Linked DNA regions of Mus musculus: region 1 is linked to region 2. The links are chromatin contacts, called in public ChIA-PET maps. All regions are on one chromosome and are shown on one strand. Each heading gives the region's core, a stretch centred on a gene start, on an enhancer-like site or on the middle of the called end of the contact. The rest is flanking DNA. Distances are from core to core; before and after follow the strand shown.

What was found. ChIA-PET counts read pairs in DNA pulled down with a chosen protein or histone mark.
Region 1: a contact with region 2 is called in an SMC1A ChIA-PET map of the G1E-ER4 cell line, with 9 read pairs. The contact joins two enhancer-like sites. A contact is called at or near these places in 3 of 39 promoter capture datasets (cranial neural crest, embryonic stem cells and stem cell-derived epiblast-like cells), 2 of 15 datasets of contacts at CTCF or cohesin (the G1E-ER4 cell line and pro-B cells), 4 of 484 Hi-C or Micro-C datasets (ECoMG myeloid progenitors, bone marrow-derived macrophages, female germline stem cells and 1 more), 3 of 115 datasets of contacts at active chromatin or transcription factors (embryonic stem cells, neural progenitor cells and pancreatic cancer cells) and 1 of 9 other capture datasets (bone marrow-derived macrophages).

Annotation. Positions count from the first base shown.
Region 1 is chr2:6,401,337-6,407,814 of GRCm38.p6, forward strand. The region is part of intron 5 of Usp6nl (USP6 N-terminal like); the gene reads left to right. Among named protein-coding and RNA genes, the nearest start is that of Gm13388, 33 kb to the right of the region's middle. Within about 2 kb of position 2,240, at least 62 of the 459 cell types and tissues checked have an H3K27ac peak or open chromatin away from gene starts, as enhancers often do. A contact at or near this core is called in the G1E-ER4 cell line, where this site is marked.
Region 2 is chr2:6,280,157-6,286,761 of GRCm38.p6, forward strand. A230108P19Rik (RIKEN cDNA A230108P19 gene) reads left to right here. Exons shown (of 7, transcript NR_040333.1): 4 at 3,211-3,321. Among named protein-coding and RNA genes, the nearest start is that of Gm13383, 20 kb to the left of the region's middle. Within about 2 kb of position 4,770, at least 19 of the 459 cell types and tissues checked have an H3K27ac peak or open chromatin away from gene starts, as enhancers often do. A contact at or near this core is called in the G1E-ER4 cell line, where this site is marked.

The sequences.
Region 1 (6,478 bases), core at 990-3,489, 120 kb after region 2:
CCGTAGCTCTGAGAAAGCAACTGTCCCTGAGATTCTGTCCAGCTTCCCCCAAGCCATGACTGAAGCATTTCCTGTGGTCAGTTAACTACGTTAGCGTTCTAAGGACTAGGACAAGTGGCACAGTAAACCTGTCCGCTTTTCTTGAAACATTTCTTCACTCTACTTAGTGAGGAGCTGGTTCTCCGCCTGGGTGTGCGTGAGAAGTAGGGACGGGAAGTTTCAGCTGCTTAGAATTTCCTTACTCTTCCCCCTTCTCTCCTAAAATGAATCGGAGAATGGAAAGTGAAGGTATTTTGTTTCTGTGTATTCTGAGGATGGGAGCTGAGCTTCAGACAATGCAGATGAAATTAAAAATTAATTAAAAAATCAAAATTTTCTGAAAAATCAAAACTGTAGCAAAACCTTAAGATGTGAACAGAATTTTTATTTTCCATCTATGAAGACCACCTGTGAACACCTTTTTCAGGCAGCTGCTAGGCTGCTGGGTTCTCTGGTAATAGCCGTAGCCAAGAGGCTTTGACAGGACTTTTAACAGCAATATAACAGAGTAACAAGCCTCTGCCTGCCACTTCTTGTATCCTGACCCACTGATACCACCACAGGACCCCTTCCTCAGCTTCATCTTTTCTTTCACCTCAAATTTTATTGTAGCCATTATAGATGGTCTCTAACCCCTCTTACAGTAGTCTTCCTCCCTCCTTCCCTCCCTCCCTCCCTTCCTCCTCCCTCCCTCCCTCCCTCCTTCCTTCTCTCCTTCCATCCTTCCTTCCCTCCTTCCCTCTCTCCCTTCCACTCTCCCTCCCTCTCTCCTGCCCTCTGTGTCACCAAAAAACAAACAAACAAACAAAAAAACCAACCATACTTTAAGATTCTGAATGTTGATCTTTTCCTTGGCCTAATACTGGTCCTCAGATTGGCTCCTTCCTCCAGACTCCAGTCCATAGTCTTCTCAGCTCTCTCTTGAGTCTGAAACTTTCCGACCCCGTCTCATCTCTTAGCCAGTGCTGTGAGCTCTGCCTCCAGGTGTCTTCTCCACTTGTGCTCCCCTGTCCCTCGCTCTCCTCTGGAGCCTCCTGTCTTCCTGCCTTAGTCTTTATCCCCTTTCTCTTAGCCTTACTATTCAGTGAACGATTAAAATGATCCTGTTAAAATGGGTTAAGAACCTGACACTTTCTGATCAGAACCTGTTCCATCTGCAGTAAACTCAAGGGTTAAGAATGGTCCTCAGAGCGCAGGGGTGGCTTACTCTCTACCCTTGTATGACCTCCACTCTTTGAGCTCTGGTGTCTCCTGAGTGTGAGCGGGAAGCAGAGCCCCTCTGCAAGGCTGTCCCACTGGCTTCTTCTCTCGTGGGGTTTGGCTGTCCTCAAAGCAGCTTCAAGGCTCAGCCCTTTTACATTCTCCAAGAAGTTATCCAAGTGTCACTTATAGAATGTGGCTGTCCTTGGTCATCTAACCTAATTTTGGAAACTTCTACCCCTTGTGTTCATTTTCTTCCCCTCCCTCTCCCCTCCCCCTCCTCTCATGTTGTCTGTTTTGTTTTCCCTTTCTCTAGAGTCTGCACATTCATGTGTTACTTATGTTGAGGATCGCTCCCTCCCTCTGTTTCTCACACTAGGCTGTTGTTATCCTTCATTATAGCATTAAGCATGTTGACTTAGAAGCTAACACAGAGTCTGCAATTGTTGCAGTGTCCTACATTTGAAAGGTTAGGGAGAAGAGAATTGAAATTGTTTGTTTTTAAACAAAGCTTAATTGATTTGGCAAAATAAAAATGTATTAATCTAGTGTTGACTTCTCTCTCCTTCACTATTTGTAATTTTTTTGGTTGAGAAATCCTTAGAGTCTTCCAGCTAGTAAATAGATTATTAGTCAAGAAATATGCCAATAAAAAAGAAATGCAAGACAGATTAGCAAAAGGTACATACTTGAAAACTAAGCTTGCTTAATTTTTTAAAATAAGACTCAGCTGTATAATAAAATTCTTATCCAGTGCAAGTATGCGTTTAATTAATTAATTTCTTGTTTAAAGGCTTAATATAATTGAGAACCACTAAAAAGTAATCTATGTATACCTTAATAATTTATTTAAAATGCCTTTAATCTAAGCACTTGAGTGTCCTACCGTGCCCTGTTTCTCTGGGGTGCCCAGAGCACAGCCTGCAGGCCTTCCGGAGAAGGCAGGGCAAAATCCAAAGCAGGGAGTCTGCAGCGGTTTCCAGGTCCCCCTCTGCTTACCCTAGCACTGTCCGCGCAGCGCCTAGCAAAGCAGGGAGTCTGCAGCGGTTTCCAGGCCCCTCTCTGCTTACCCTAGCACTGTCCGCGTACCGCCTAGCACCGAGGGAGGGAACTGGGATCCACAGGTCTGCCCTTTTCTCTGGGCACCTGCCAGACAGAGAGGGGAAAAGTGGAGCCTGGGATGGATGGAGCCTGGTTTGATTCCAGAGTTTGGAGGGGCTGCAGGAGAGAAGGCCTTCCTCTGGAGTTCTAGGTGGGGCTCTTTAAGATGAAGGCCTTCCTTGCAGCGATCCACTTATTCATACTGGTTTATTTGATGGTGGGTGTGAATGTACACACTTTATTCTGGGTGAACCGGGGATTAAATACCCTTTTTGGGAAGGAATTCCCCGGAAGAGAAGTTCATTACGGGGCGGGGTGGGATGGGGTGGGGGAAGCTATCTAGATACTTCATTAGCATAGAGAACTCCAGGTGTTTATGTAGTGATCTAGTGCCTGTGTCCTCAGTGGCGGGTCAGGGCTGCCTGTTTCAGAACAGGTCCCAGGGGCTGGGCTCATTAAATCTTAGCATTCATTTGCCTGTCTGCTATCAGCATCTCACAGGCCTTGAGAGGCACAAATAGTAGAGCTTGAGGTCATCTGGTCTCCATAGAGAGTTGTAGGCTAGCAGGCCTGAAACCCTCTTCATCTTACACTAGTAAAGTGAGGACTGTTTGTATAGTTACTTGTCAGCCCTTTCCTGGGGGACAGAGGGCTCCAGTGCTTTGTTCTTTCACACACTGCACGTGCTTATTAGATGACTGTCTCGAATATTTGTTCCTGCATTTGTGATGCTTGCATAAATGTGTGTGTGTGTGTGTTCACAGCATACATGTGAGAGTTGGTTCTCTCCTTCCACCAGATGGGCACTGGGGATTGAACTCAGGTTGTTAGGTTTGGTGACCTGTGGCTCTGACTCTGCCTGTTATTTTACCAGGTCTGTGGTCTGATACCCCCCCCCCCCACAAACACACACATAAACTTAGACTCAGGCAAAGTAGTCTAAGGTTAGAAACTAGCATTCTCTAGTGTCCGCCTATACCGAGTGGCCGAGCTCTGCCGTTGCTAGACACATGATAAAGATCTATCTGTACATTGTCATTGAGTTAGGTCAGGACGAGTTGTTGCCCTGCTGAAGTTTCCACTCTGCAGTGTGCAGCTGAAGCTGTGCTCTTTGGTGCTTAGGAAGTCTAGTGTGCTGATATCTGTCTTGGCAGGTGATGGTGGCTCTGCCCATCTGTTTTGGTCTATAGTAGGGCGTTTCCCGTTTAAAATAGGGACAGTGATCCTCCCTCCCAAAAGGATTGATGTGATGCTTGCAAAGTAATTTGGGTTCCCCCAAATAGGCACTTAAACAAATAAACAAACACACTCATTATATTTATCCAGTAGAGAACAATATTAATAATGGATTATATTATTTCCTTGAGCTTATTGATGTTTTTAATAAGGAGGAAAGGGTATATAAAACTATGAATTTTCATAGCTAAAGCTATGAAATGCAGTGCAGTATTTTGCATAATATATAAAATATGAAAGCCTTCCATTTTTAAATTTTTTATTTTGTTTGTGTGTGCATATACATGCATATGTGCACATGTGCCACTGTGGTGGGCATGTGGAGGTCAGAGGACAGCTTACAGTGAGCGGTTTGTTCTCTTCTTCCTTCACTGTGTGAGTCCTGAAGGTCAGACTCCAGTCAGGCGTGGTGGATGGCCAGTGTTTTACCCTCCGCCATCTGGCCAGTCCTCCTTTATTTCTTCTGAAGAACGCCTTCGTTTTACCCTGCATCCAGGCTTACTGCTAAGTGACCGCACATTGCAGTGGCCAGGTCTCCTGTTCTTCTTATCCTCTCCTGACCTCTGCTGGTGAGATCCAGGCATGGGTGACTCCCAGCAGCATTTACTCACACGTCCTTACTGTAGGACATGGGAGGACCAAAATGTGTACTACTGTCATGCTTTGCACACTATGGAGCACCTCAGATGTTGGAGTTTCTCCTCAGTGGACAGTTGTCACAGACCTGCTACTTAGTAGCAGATTGAGTGCCCAGCTGAATTTCTTGATTAATTATTTATTTACATCCCAAATGCTGCCCCATCCCCTTCCCCCCTTCCCCTTTACTTCTGAGAGGGTGGCCCCTGGTTTATTTCCCCACCCTGGGGCATCAAGTCTCTGGGTTAGGCACATCCTTCCCCACTGACACAGGACAAGGCAGTCCTCTGCTACATGTGTAGTACTAGGGGCCTCAGTCCAGCCTGGGTATGGTTGGTGGCTTAGTCTCGTAGAGCTCCCTTAGATCCGGGTTAGTTGACTCTGTTGGGGTTCCTATCCCTTTCAGGGTCTTCAATCCTCCGTTTTCCCAAGGGTCCCTGACCTCTGTCCTATGTGTGGCTGTGGGTCTCTGCATCTGTTTCAGTCAGCTGCTGGGTGGAGCCTCTCAGAGGGCATTATGCTAGGTTTCTGTCTGTAAGCATAACAGAATATCATTAATAGTATCAGGGATTGCTGCTTGCCCATGGGATGGGTCTCAAGTTGGGGCAGTTAAATGGTTGGCCATTCCTTCTGTTTCTCCTTCATCTTTGTCCTTGCATTTCTTTTAGACAGGACAAATTTTGGGTTGAAATTTTTATGGGTGAGTGGGGTCCTGCCTGGCTACAGGAGGTGGCCTCTTCAGGTTCCGTGTCTGCACTGTTAGGCATCTTGAGGCCAAATCAAAGGTTCACACGACTGTTTGGGGAGCTGGAGCAGCTCACAAAAGTGCCGCACTTACTAGATCCATTTACTAAAAACAGTCCTCTGAGGAGCAGCCAAATGGAATACATGTGCATGGGGTTGGAACCAAGGGACAGAGGTTCCTTGCCCTCCTTGAGTATGAGAATCTCTTGAGCACTTCAGGTGATCACCAACCGGGAAGTTGCTCAACTCCACAGCAGAGGACTATTAATGGAGGGTCTATAACTTAGCTATGGTCAGTGTGTGAGACCTGAGTGCAGTCTTCAGCGTCATCATAGACCACTCACAGCAGAGATGAACCCTGAGACTCCAGTCACTTTCGCCTTTTTTATTCAGATTCAGACCCCAGCCAACCCCAGTTAATGTAATCCAGAACTCCCTCACAATTATGCTCTGAGCTTTGTCTGTAGTGCTCAACTAACATAGAAGTCTAAACTACACTAGAGATTATCCAAGCTATAATTTCTTTCCTTTTTCTTTTTTAAAAAAGAATTATTTATTAATTTTATGAATATGAGCACACTGTAGCTGTCTTTAGATGCACCAGAAAAAGGCATCAGATCCCATTACAGATGGTTGTAAGCCACCATGTGGTTGCTGGGAATTGAACTCGGAACCTCTGGAAGCCAGTGCTCTTAACCACTGAGCCATCTCTCCAGCCCTGGTATATTTTCTTATATGTATAGAAGAAAGAAAATCATGCTTAATGGTTCTGAAAATGGTGTGTATATGTCTTATTCTTTCAGGATACATAACATTTAAACTAATTTATGGCAAACATTAATATACAAAATGTATCTTAGAAAAGAATGACTACTTCCTGAAGTGATTTATTGGTAATTCATAGTAGTAAAAGTGGAAGTCAGAGGGCCGCCTGGCTGAGTGTGTGACCCTTTTTGCTGGCTTGTGGATTTGGATGTTTGCTGTTGGTAGAGAAGGGGCTTCTGCTTCAGGGGGTCAGAGGACGATGAGGAACAACAACAACACAGCGAATGGTGACACAGAACAGTCTCTGGCTCTTTACAGTTTGGCCTTCTCTAAAGTCACATTAGTAAAACATTAATTAGATTTCAGTGCCCCACTGAGTTGTAAAATTAAACGTATTTCTGGACCTGTCTGCATCATTTCATTACTGATAATGCAATAAGGGCTGTTTAGCCTTTTGAAAAAGGGAATTAACATCTTTTGCTCACAAGTGATTTTTTTTTAATTACAAAAACTTATAAAAACTTTAAAGAGTTAGAAAGTAATTACAGAGTTTTATGACTATACCTAAAGGTAAGTTCCATAAAAAACATTCTCATTGGTGAGAATCTTTTCCTAAATTCAGGATTTTCCTTGGGGAATGTATGCTTTTAGATCTAAAATTATTGGTGGTGGGTGTGCCATCTGCCAGGGTACTGCCTGCCTTTTTGAGGCTGGAGTGGGACCAGTCAGTGAGGAGCCATAGTTTTTATCCAGGGAA
Region 2 (6,605 bases), core at 3,520-6,019:
CTGTGAGGGTACTTTGTGGATATGTTTGTTTTCATAACAATAATTTATCTCAAAGAGGGAGGGAGGGAAGGAGGGAGGAAGGGAGGGAGGGAAGGAGGGGGGAGGGAAGAGCTAGAGGAAGGAGAGAAGAGAGACAGCCTCTGGTAGGAGAGGTGCTTTTTTTCAGATAGCTTCAGTGAGAATCTGATTGCATATCTCAAAATTATTTTAAGTTTGGGTGCAGGAGGACACATTTATACCATAATGTAGCTCAAGGCACTGCACATTAATAGCATAAAATAAAAAAATCTTAGCCTAGTGGGTAAGCAGGAAGATTCCTGGAAGTCACTCCTAGTCCGGGGCTGCTAACAACAGCCATACACAGGAGGGACTGTACGCCACAGGGCGAATCCCACTCAGTCCATGCAGATGTATCCCTAATTCAGTTTACTCTTAGTCAAAGCCTAATGAGCCACAGCCATTCCAGTGGTTCATCTGCATGGCCAAGTAGGATGGAGAGAAAACTGGAGCACAAAGGGAGGCAAAGTCAACCTTAATAAAAATATGTAACTTAAACAGTGCAAGAGCTGCTGCTGGTGGCCCAGGCTGTGATCTTTGTACACAGGAAGCAGAGGCAGAAGGACTTCTGTATATCTGAGGCTATCCTGGTCTACACAACAAGACACAGTCCAGTCAGGGCCACTCAGTGAGAAGACCCTGCTTCAAGAAAAACAAACAAACAAACACACAAGCAAACAAACAAACAAACAAACAACAAAATCAGAAATAGAACGGGGAAGGGTGGGAATGATAGTGAGAGACAGGGAGAAAGGCGAGAAGGAGGGATAGAGGAAGAAAAAAGCTGTGACCCACAAACACAAAGTTGAGATGACCCTTGGGGGCTTTGTTTCCAGCTAGTTCAGAGCAGGGAGGAGTATGACTTGGACTCTATGCTCCAGAGAACTCTGCCCCTGGGATTATTAGGTAGAGATGACTACTGGGTATTTGGAAACATGGTAATCAGTAGATGGTCATGCCTAGGATGGAGGGCAAGCATTTAAACACAGGGGCTCTGCTGTTGCCTTTGCTAAAACACATTGACCCCCTCTCTTGGGCTCACAGGTAACTAAAAGCAGGGGGGAAGCCTATCGCCCCTGCCTTTATTTGTGTCTGTCCCCTTTGTTTTGGCTGAAGGCACAGAGATAGAGAGAATCCTAAACCCGTGGTCACCTTGGATTGCAGAAACAGAAAGCTCCCTCTGGAAAGCTGCTTCATCCACTTGAGAACAGCTACTCACGAAGGTGAGATTGTAGGGTGACATAGCAGTGGCTGTGCTGTACGATCTGGATATGTTCCCTCGAGCCATGGCAGATCATCTTGCATAGCCAGAGCCAAATAGAGGAGAAGGGCCTTGCTGCGTCTGTTTAAACTTAAAGCTCATGCTGGCCCTGACGTGGACTCAGGGTCACCAGACTCCTTTATGAATTCCTTTTGTAAATGGGGCCACATTGATTAACTCTCATTTCTCTACTTTTCACCATCAATTGTCTCTTGCTTGGTGTGTTGGGGGTGGGTGGCTAAGCCTAGCTTTTAGGGTCTTCCAGAGTTCCAGTTTTCCAAACAACTCACTCATAAATTCACAGTGATCACTGGGTGGATAGATGAATCGCCCTGAATGAAAGTATCCAAAGGAGGAAGGAAGGGCACTGATGTCAGAAAACTGGCCAGTGTGTGTGTTCAGTTGTGAGGTGTGGAAGGAGAGATGTCTTCCAGGCATTGACTCACAAAGTTGATAGAGCAAGAAACTGAGGGTTCTGAGGTGAAAGTGAGTCTAGATTGCTATGCAGTTTTGCCATTTAAAGCAGAAAGATTTCTGTTTACTTGATATATGTGGGAGAGTGCCTGTGAATACACGCCATGGTGCCCTTGGAGAGGTCAGAGGTCAAAGGTTATCTTTGCATGTTACCCTTCATCTTCCACCTTATTTAAAGTAGGGTGTCTTTGTTGGCAGGTGCAGAAGCTACTAGGCTAGCTGGCCTGTGACATCATTGGATTCCTCTGTGTGTGCCTCCCATTTTGCCAGAAGATTGCTAGGACTAGCCAGAGAGTGGTGGGTGGTACATGCCTTTGACCCCGGCACTTGGGGGGCAGAGGCAGGTGGATCTCTGTGAGTTTGAGGCCAGCCTGGTCTATGGAGTGAGTTCTAGTACATTTGGGGCTACACAGAGAAACACTGTCTTAAAAATTCAAAATGAACTGGGACTACAGACATACTTGAGTTAGAGGGTCCCTGCAGGGGTCATACCAGGAGTGAAAATCCAGTGACTTTGTCAACCTGGGTCAGACTTCAGGGAGTCTAATAACAGGTTGTTTATTCCCAATGGACTCGAAGCTTCCTGGTGTGATACAATCCCCATTGCACAAGGAAGTGTAATTGCATTGAAACTCAACTCACGGTGTCATTTCTTCTAAGATGGGCTCCAGCGATAAGCTACCTATAAGGGTCTGGTCTGGTCTCAGTCATACAGATAGTATAGAGGTCATTTGGTTATTAGCAACCTCTGGTTCTGGTCATGGGAGCTTGGGGGAGCCTCTGGTTCTAAGTGTCATTTAGATCACTAGCCACCTCCTGTCATGGTTGTAGGAGCATGGTATGGCCTGGCCCAACAACAGATCACCATGCTGTCAATCAATCCTCAGCTGTCTGGAAGGAAAAGCAGGTTTTTCATCTTCCCCACTGGAAAGACAATCCTGCACGCTTAACCTTCCTGGTTTCTCTTAAGAGTTGAGGGTGCAAGGACCTTCATGCTCTGCTCCCAGCACTTGACTATGCCCAGTTATAGGGGCTCTGGGGAGCCAGAGTTAGGTCCTCATGCCTACATAGCAAGCTGGTTCCCCACCAAGCCACCTACCCAGCCCACAATAGGGGGATTCTGATAGTGCACGTATTTAAATATTTAAAACCAGACACAAAGTTATTGCCACTTTATACAATTATAAAATGAAAACATCTTCAGCATAAGCAGAAACCTTAACACTCATAAAATTAAAATTAGCATTCAGTGCAACAGATGGTATTGTTTTGCTGAGATGAAATCATTACTGTGGGAGTTAACGGTAGAAAAACCCATTTATATGGTCAGCTCTCACATCTTGGTTTGGTTATGTTGATTTCATGCACAGTGTCCGTCTTAATCTCTGTTGATATTTCTTTTTTTTTTTTTTTTGCAGAGTTGATTTTATGTTTCCCATCTGTCACTTACCAAGAGGGAGTCTAATATGCATCCCAAATATGATGGCAAGTTATTTGAAAATATCCTTTAAGAAAGTTCACCCCTGATGGTGAGTGTGGTGACCCAGTGACATCATTAACAGCCTGTGGTAAGCTGCTGAGTGCTTGTACCACAGGAGTCTTAGATCTACTTGCTCTGTAAATATAAAGCTAAGACACACTCCTTTCCATTCCTGTGCTGTACCACCTGGTGCGTTGTCATGGCCCACTCACCATTGCTCCCAAAGCTTTGCAAGAACTTCATTTTCATGTAAAGTTGCAAATGGCTCATAAATTCTTAAGCACAAAAAGAAAATGTCTAAGAACCTAAAATGATTAAAATTGTACACCAGAAGGCAGAGGGGATAAAGGAGAGATAGAGGAACTCATCTTTGTTCAAGATAAGGTGTCAGAACTATGTAAAAGATGTACTTTCTATGCTGGGAAGATGGCTCGTGGGGTAAGAGTGCTTGCTGGATACCTAAGTCAAAAGGTAGGTGTGGCCAGGTATTCCTCTAACCCTAGCATTGGAGGTGATAGAGATGGGAGGATTAGAGTGGGTTGGTCTAATGTTGCTATATTCTGATGCTAATTTGAGCCCCCAAGATTGGTTGCCCCAGAGATGAGAGAGTCCACACCCCAATATAGACACTGAGTGACCCTACCTCCAATTTATTTTTTATTGGTAAATAAAGTTGCCAAAAGCCAATAGCTGGGCAGAATAGATATAGGTAGTGTTTAGGTATCAAGGGCTTGGAGATGAGGAGACTCACAAGAGGAAGAAGAAAGGCAGGAGTTAAGAGAACACGTCCCTGTGGGCTGGCCAATTGAAGTTAAGAACAGCCCAGATGAAACATAGTACGTAGTAAGTGATAACTTGGGGTTGTCAATAGGAAAGTAGATTCTAATAACAGAGAGTAGTATCTCCCAGCTCTCGTGTTGTTTAAGGCTTTTATTTACATGTATATTTATATTTACATATAAAGATTGTGTGTGTCTTTCATCCAGAACTAAAAGGTCAAAGGTAGGGTAAAAACCTCAGGCCAGGATTTAAATAATTTCTACAACAGAGAAACTGTCTCAAGGGAGTGAGGTGGGGATTGATAGAGATGCATTCTTGATGTCCCAATCTGGCTTCCACATGCAGGCATGAACACATATACACACATATGTGCAAATATACACACTCACACAAGTGTACTTTCCTAACTGTTCACACTGAGCTCATCAAGAAAGGGTGGGTGATAAGAAGACTGAGCATAGGAGCCACACAGCTCTAGGTTTGATTGATCTCCCTGTCACCCAGGCCCTGGAAATCTGTTTTATCGGTTAGCTTCCTCATGCCTCACAGAGACAAATGTAACAGTGAAGAAATGAGGCCATGTAGCAAAAAAGTCCATGACTGCTTCTGGCATTGGTGACAGTCAGAGCCGCTGTGAGCAGTTGTAGATGTTTAGCCAGACTGGAATAAGCAGCACAGCTGAAAACCCTGGGAGATGAGGTCAGTAAGTGCTTAGAAAGTGCTTAGTAAGTGGGTAGAAGAGGAAGGAGTGGGCTGGGCGACAGACTGAGCCAAGGATAGGAGCTGCCTATCAGATAGCTCAGACTTTAAGCATCATCTTATCAAAAGTCACTTTAAGTTACTGTGTATCAAAGAGTTGGCATGCGCTGTGACCCTAGACAGTATTTGTATTAAATTCACTTACATATCCTCAAATGGTCAAAAACAGACAAACTCTCCCCATTATTAGTCACAATCATGTCTCTTTTTGTAAATTTATGATCAGCTTGGAGGGATCATCTTTGGTTCACAGTCAATGGAGGTTAAAGTAGTTATTTTCTCCTCTTCTGCCTCCTCTCAAACACTGTCCACATTTTGGTCTTATTTTAATATTTTACTTTCTTCCTTTAGCAAAAGAACTGATGTTTGTTCTTTTGAGCTTGTTGATTGTTTGCGGCAGAATTCAGGCCTAACCAGGTAGGACTCGATCATCTAAGCGTGTACAAGAAAGTATGGATAATTAATTAAGTTAGTTTAATCTTCGGAGAATAGGATAACAGTAGCACCAGGCTGGATCCTAACCGCATTGGAAAATAAAATTGCTGAGGTGTTTTTAAGCTGCAAGCTTGTTTTATTCTGCAGGAGCAAATGGTAAAACTCTTAGGTATGGGCCAAAGAAATTTAAACATGAACTTCAATAGATGGTTATGGTTATCATTTCCTTTCCCCTGGGGAGATCAGAGAATGCTCTCTGATGTTGTTCTCTAAGGTTGTCTATGAATGCATTCAATGAAGCAGGAAGGCATAGGCACTCAACTGTTAAGGGGGCTTCTGACCAGGTTCCCTTCCTCTCTCGAATATGGGTTGATTCTCCTTGCCAGGGAGGAGAGGAGTAGTTAAAAGTATGTGTGAGATATTGCTGCTGTCACAGTGTTTGTACCTGCTAGGTAGCTGTTTCCAAGATGGCCATCAATGAGCCTTGCCTGGTGGTGTTTAACCTCAAGCAACCCTTCCCATAGTATGCCAGGGTTGGCTCATGTGACCAATAGGATACAACAGAAGCGAAAGTGTGCTATCTTGAGATAAGATTCTGAATGCCATCATGGCTTCTATCCTCCCTCTCAGCCTACTTCTTTGTGGAAAGCCTTATCAGAAGCAGATGTAAGGTCTGTGTGGTGAAGGACTATAGCTTCCTGCTCACAGGTCATGTCAGCAAGTGAGCTTGGAAGCAGTTCCTCTCAACCCAGCTAAGCTTCAGGTGCCTGCAGGTGCTGCTGGTACCCTGAGTACAGGCTCCTGAGAGCCCCTGAGCCTGATTTACCAGCTAAGCCATGTCGAGATTTCTGACCAAAAGACAGTGAATCAAGAAACAATTCTTAGCCGGGTATGGTGGCGCATGCCTTTAATCCCAGCACTCGGGAAGCAGAGGCAGGCGGATTTCTGAGTTCGAGGCCAGCCTGGTCTACAAAGTGAGTTCCAGGACAGCCAGGGCTATACAGAGAAACTCTGTCTCAAGAAAGAAAGAAAGAAAGAAAGAAAGAAAGAAAGAAAGAAAGAAAGAAAGAAAGAAAGAAAGAAAGAAAGAAAGAACTATTTTATGATGCTAAGACTGGAGTATTTTTCCCCAAAACAATAGACAGCTAGTACAGTGTACATCTGGGTTTTCATAGGCAAACTCAAGGATTCTATGCCGTACAGAGTGAAGAAAGCCCAGCTCAGCAAAGACTGCAGTCCTTCTCTAAGGCTAAAGGCATCTTCTAGCACTGCTAATAACTCTCCCAGTTTGAAACATCTTTTCACTTTATAGGTTAAAAACGAAAGGGGCTGGGCAAGGTGATGTCCAGCTTTCATCCC